2 separate regions of the Mus musculus genome follow, and region 2 is linked to region 1. The links are chromatin contacts, called in public Micro-C maps. All regions are on one chromosome and are shown on one strand. The core of a region is the stretch at or near the end of the contact, and the rest is flanking DNA. Distances in the headings are between cores, read along the strand shown. Region 1 overlaps Gm33073 (a long non-coding RNA gene). Region 2 overlaps Mef2c (myocyte enhancer factor 2C).

Region 1 (2,700 bases), core at 35-2,534:
AATAGCAAGGGCAAGTGCCACAAATAGCAACTTGAGGCCAGGAGACCTGGATGGAGGGACACACAACCACCAGGAGGAAAACAAGAGGCATGGAAAACAACAGCTGCCAGAAGCTAAAAGAAGGGTCCTTGATCTTCACAGGGGACAGGTGGCCAAGACATGCCACTCGTCACTGTGTGACATGGTATAGTCACAATGTTCTAGGCTTTGGAAATTATTGCTAAACTTTTTCAGCCTAGAAAAATATTTAAGTCAACTTGAAAAAATGTACTAAATCTACTTCCCTATGGGATTGTTTTGTCCTAGGTCCATACTATACACTATCCAAATAATTGAAGTGTTTTTTTTTCCTTCAGATTTATTGTGTTTCAGTGCGTTAAACAATATACAAATAAACACATGAAAAATAAATGGCCTATAGCTTGATCTAGTATTTCAAATCCTGTATAGTAGAAGTTTACATTCTGTAGTGATATTGTGTATCACATTTAGCAAAATATAGTTAAATAAATTCCTGATCTTAAAAGGAAATTTGAAATGACATTCACATCTGTGCTGATCTAGAGATGATAAGAGTTATAAGAAGCTAACTATTATAAAGCTACAGTGTTCTCTAGATGCTCATGGAGATAAGAGCTTTATTTTCCCCAAATATTCACAAGTGACAACCCAGTTCAAAGTCTGTGACTATTTGCTCAGCATGTAAGTGCCTCCGTAAAGCTTTTCTTTAATTTGACTGGGTTTTGTTTTGTTTTGTTTGCTTTTTTTCTTGAGTCACTTTGTGGCTATTTCACTTTCATCACCAGAACTAGTAGCTAACTTCATTTGTAGAGATTTTTTTCCTTACAAAGAAAGTAGCTTTTTAACATGTCATGAGAATAACTATGAAGTAACTTGACCACAAGCAAAGAATATATAAACCACTGTGAGAAGATATGCGGACCAGTCATCTAGGCACACTCCAGCTAAGAGATTCTTGCAAAAAACTGGTTGCTCACCAGATGTAATTCAATTTCATGCCTCAGCAAAATTACAAATTGCTACATGTCATGAACTCCTGACTATTGCTCGAGAGTAATCAAAGCAGTACATCCTCTTTCCGTGACATATTTCTTTGTATTTTCTGAAAGTGTCAACTAGAACCAGTTGCATAGAGTAGCTTATGCTTTTAGGTTGGTTGATGGTCTGATTGAGTGTTGGATTTGACAAGTGCGGAGGGGGTAGCTGATGGGTAGGCTGAGGTAGCACCCCACGTTGATTTGCACTCGGGCCCCCTCTAGTGCTTCTCTAAGAGGAAACTTCTCTAAAAGGGAAGTATTAGTTGTGAATAGCATTAGACGAATGGGCGCTAAGAGGTGTCACAGCTGTTGTGAAGAGGGGAAAGGATTACACAGGACACAAGTGTGGTCTGCATAGAAGGGATGGATGAAAATGTTAGAATTCCTTCTAAACTGTACTAACCTTCTGTTAAAATTCTTTTTTTAGACATTTCCAGGGAGTTGGCATAAGCAATAAATGAGTAAGTCAACTAGCCAATTTCTCTGGAAGCTGGAGATTCATGTTGTTAAACCTTAAGGAAATACATGGAGATTATTTTGCTTTGCTCATAGATTTTGGGTTATATGTAGACCACTTTTGTTTTATTCACGGAATGATGCAAGATGTGTATACAATACTTGAGATAAAAGACCCAAATCTTGTTATCCAAAGGAAAGACATATCTGCTGTTCTTGAAAAAGGTTTAATTAACCATCTGATAATAAAATCTTTAAAATTTTTAAATGTTTTTAACAAAAGTTCTAACTTTTTATTAATTTACTTATAAGATTTGCAAAACAGAAACTGGATTAGATAGATATAATTCATGTGGTCATTTAGCTGTGTGCAGATCAGTTTCAATAAAGTCAAGGAGAAGTAGGCCTTCTCAGGAAGGCACAGATGTAAGAGCAGGTACTGGGCACCTAAGGCATTGCTGCCTTCTATAGCTTATGAAGATATTAGAAATAACTAATCATAAATATCAATGGCAGTGAAGTTCAATACCTTGAGAGGTGACAGAACATTCCGGGTGAGAGACTTAAGCATAAGCGAGAATGGTGAGCGGGACTCAGACACAAGGCAACAAGAAGTGCAGGCTTGACTGAAAAGTGGCAGATGTGATAGTGGAGGAAAAAGAAAGTAAAATCAGGGTTAGGCAGTGAAGGAACTTGAAACTGAGGGTGAAAAAGATAGCTTTCATGCCGTGGACAAACCAAAAGCTTAATTAAAATACTCTTCTGTATAATTATAAAACACACCAAAGTAAGTGCATTTAAAGTGTGGGTATGAGATGATTTTTCTGGAGCATGCATTTCTGATAGTGTTTGCACAGTGATTTCAGTGCCACACAAAACTACTGAGCTCTCCTCATCAATTGTCACTATTTCAACATCTGCATGAATAATGCATATGAGAGATAGCATAGGAAGCAGGATTCAGATTTGCAAAAGAGGAACAGCAGACCCTGGAAACCCTAATTGTGGTTATTGGGCAATGTTGTCTAGTCCACAGCTCAAGACTTTGACACTTACTGACTTTAACAGGGTTGTGCAATCCTTGGACGTAAGCATTTAGCTTGGCTGAAAATGAGTGCATTTTACCTGATAGTTTTCTCAAGGAGATGATGGCTCTCAATGTCTAAATTCATATTTCGACTGAAGT
Region 2 (2,791 bases), core at 270-2,769, 530 kb before region 1:
GATGCCAATGGTTTAGGAAAAAAAATCCCAAGATAGTTACTATAGAAGCAAGCTTATGTACTGTGTGTGAACTACACTGCTTACTTCCAAGGATTTAGTAAGGTATTTGTCTTAGAACTGTGCTGCTGCCAGATTGTCTCTTAATAAAGATTTCCTAGGGACAGGGAACACAGCTCATAGGTAGAGTGTATCCCTAGTATATGCAAGAACCTACCTGGGTTGAGTCTTTCAACAAGCACACAAAAACATGAAAATCATATCTATGTAACTTTTGACCAGTTTGCCTGATAATTTTTTTCCACCAAGGGCAATATCTATAATAAAATGTATGTTCTAACATGTAATCTTATCTATACTATTTCCTCATTGATACTCCAGTGACCACTGGATAGAGAGGACAGCCCCTTCTCTGGCAGCTAGGTAGTATCTCTCTGGCTGAAAGGAAGGGACAGAAAGATCGTATTTCTTTTAGCTCCTGAGGCTGAGAGGGAGTGTGGTCTAAGACACGTAGGCTGACTTGGGGGCATCCACGTGCAGAGCTATTGCGATTAGTAAGATGCTCCTCGTAAGAATCCCAATTCTCAGTTACTGAGAAAAACACGTTTTAATTATTTATTTTGTGAGAATCTACACTTTTGAGATTAAGCCAACTGCTCAGTTCTTTGTTTCTGATCGCCTGGACAGGTGAGGGGTGGGAAGACGTGGGTGTGGAAGAGAAAGTATATACTTTTTTTTTTTGAAAGTATATACTTTTATGAACAAACGAATAATGGACTCTGCACAGTGCTGTGGGTCTTGCGGAAAACTTGCATGCATCTTAAGGATTCCTTTCCTATCCACAGCTACGTGAGCTGCTTCTTTCCCCCATTTTAACACAGACACAAGGAATGCTGTTTTAATTTATAGGCCGGGTGATAGGAAATGTAAAGGAATCCAGTGTAAGACTTCTCAATTTTCTTTAACAGCTATGAGGAAGACAGGGGGAAAAAATAAAATCTTAAGTGAAAATTTCCCAAAGTTGCAAGGAAAAGGGGACTATTTCAGAAGAGCTTCAAGAACCACAGACTTGGGCTTTCACATCTTGTCAGAAAATCTGCACTGTTGGTAAAACCTGGGGACCTGACTCAGCAGAGAAATGCCACCCACAGTCTCCGACTGTCTCTGCAGTTGTGAACTCTCTGTTTTCTCTGGAGGCTTACCACAGCACACTCAATACCCATGTCTCTCAGATGGAAAACTGGATGTTGTGGAAACGGAAATAAAATCATGTTGTATAATATTTAAAGGCATTTCTCGTAGCCATGCTTGGAGTTCTGCATGGACTTTAACATCAGTTCTCTGTTGGACAAATAACACTAACTAACCACTTAACAGTTTCACAATGCTCAAACTTGCCGTCACCATGGCTTTGAATAACATCTCGCTTCTTTTTAAAGATCACAGTTGAAAGATGAGAGGAAACAGCACCATTAAAAGAGGAAGTAAAATTGCAGTTCAAAGCCTGTTTCCATGAGGTAATGTGCATTATTGACCAATCATCAAAGAGGCCCCATCTATACTGAAATGAAGCATGAGGTGACAGCAGGTGGCAGGGGGCAGTCAGAAACCTCTTACCAGCCCTTGTGCATTAGTTATTGCTGAGGCCAAAGGGTTAGAGAAAGATCAATGAAGGTTTGTTGATCTGACACAGGAACCTGTGCTTAGGGAAATGGAAGCTGTGCATCTGAGTTCATCTGCTGGGACTGCAGGTTTCATCCCTTTATGAAAGCCACAGCAGCGGATAGTGGCAGCAGCAAGCCACCCCTTTCCCCTCACCTCCCTCTCCCCCCTCTCTCCTTAGATCTCTGTCTCTTGTGCATGTGTGGATCTCTAGCAGGAAGTTAAAACTTTTGAAATAATTTTCTGAATTATTTCTGTGTAGATGTATTTCCACACAGCTATTATTGCCTTTTTTTCCCCTCTAAAAGGAAACACTTCAATTTAGAAATTAGAACCCCAGGAAAGTCAGGTTTTCTTTCCCCCACATTAGTTTGCTTGCAAACTGAATGGTGGATTCTAATGACACACAGATTTCGCCCTCTAATCAGAACCTACCAATTTATTATCATACAATTTATTACTATTTTCTCTAATATAAGTAGAATTTCTCCTATTCACAGAAACTCGCTTATGGAAGGTGTTGAACTGTTTTTCTGGATTTTGATGACTTGTTTTCTGGTTGCTAACAACTAGTGCCTTGGTCTGGGAGCCAGTGGTCAAATGTAGACTTCAGAACGACTTGTTTGCTGCACCTCCAATCAGAGAAAGTTTCCTTCCCCATCACGGTTCATCCACACTGTCCTTACAGAGCAAACTAGGTGTGGCTCAGAGTAAACATCAGTGGTTTAGAAATGCTATTTCCCCCAGTGGCAATATACATTGTGGGTGTGTGACTGGAATATTTAAAACACCTGCTGTCCTGGAACTGAGCCAAATGTATAATACATTAGCAAATGCTTGGCTCCCTTCCAGCAGCATGGATCATACTGCCATCAAAATACTGAGGGAGTTGGCACAGAGACACTTAAAAGTTTCACTAGAAGCAATTTAGGACACGCATGTGTTTTTATCGTTAACAGGATCACCACACTAAACACCTCTGACTGGTTAGTATTATAATGAAATTAATTATTTTGAGTCAGAAAGGAAGCAGCAGCAGAGGAGAAGAACTCTTTGTTAGATTTCTGATTACCTTCTCAGGCTTTTAAAGTTCAGTGTCTTCACACTCCACCCCTCTCACACACAAGGCTTT

The links. Hi-C and Micro-C count contacts between places; a contact is called where the count stands out from the background.
Region 2: a Micro-C map of macrophages shows a contact between it and region 1, with 3 times the contacts expected there. The contact joins two enhancer-like sites. A contact is called at or near these places in 1 of 15 datasets of contacts at CTCF or cohesin (pro-B cells), 9 of 484 Hi-C or Micro-C datasets (B cells, the HPC-5 cell line, bone marrow-derived macrophages and 5 more) and 7 of 115 datasets of contacts at active chromatin or transcription factors (the 230-238 cell line, acute myeloid leukemia, bone marrow-derived macrophages and 3 more).

What each region holds. Positions count from the first base shown.
Region 1 is chr13:83,074,230-83,076,929 of GRCm38.p6, reverse strand. All of the region lies in intron 2 of Gm33073 (a long non-coding RNA gene), which reads left to right. Among named protein-coding and RNA genes, the nearest start is that of Gm33073, 45 kb to the left of the region's middle. Within about 2 kb of position 1,284, at least 54 of the 459 cell types and tissues checked have an H3K27ac peak or open chromatin away from gene starts, as enhancers often do. A contact at or near this core is called in B cells, bone marrow-derived macrophages, erythroblasts and 4 more, where this site is marked.
Region 2 is chr13:83,608,054-83,610,844 of GRCm38.p6, reverse strand. All of the region lies in intron 3 of Mef2c (myocyte enhancer factor 2C), which reads right to left. It overlaps Gm52043 (a long non-coding RNA gene), which reads left to right. Exons shown (of 3, transcript XR_003950628.1): 1 at 1-2,791. Among named protein-coding and RNA genes, the nearest start is that of Gm52043, 16 kb to the left of the region's middle. Within about 2 kb of position 1,519, at least 111 of the 459 cell types and tissues checked have an H3K27ac peak or open chromatin away from gene starts, as enhancers often do. A contact at or near this core is called in B cells, bone marrow-derived macrophages, erythroblasts and 4 more, where this site is marked.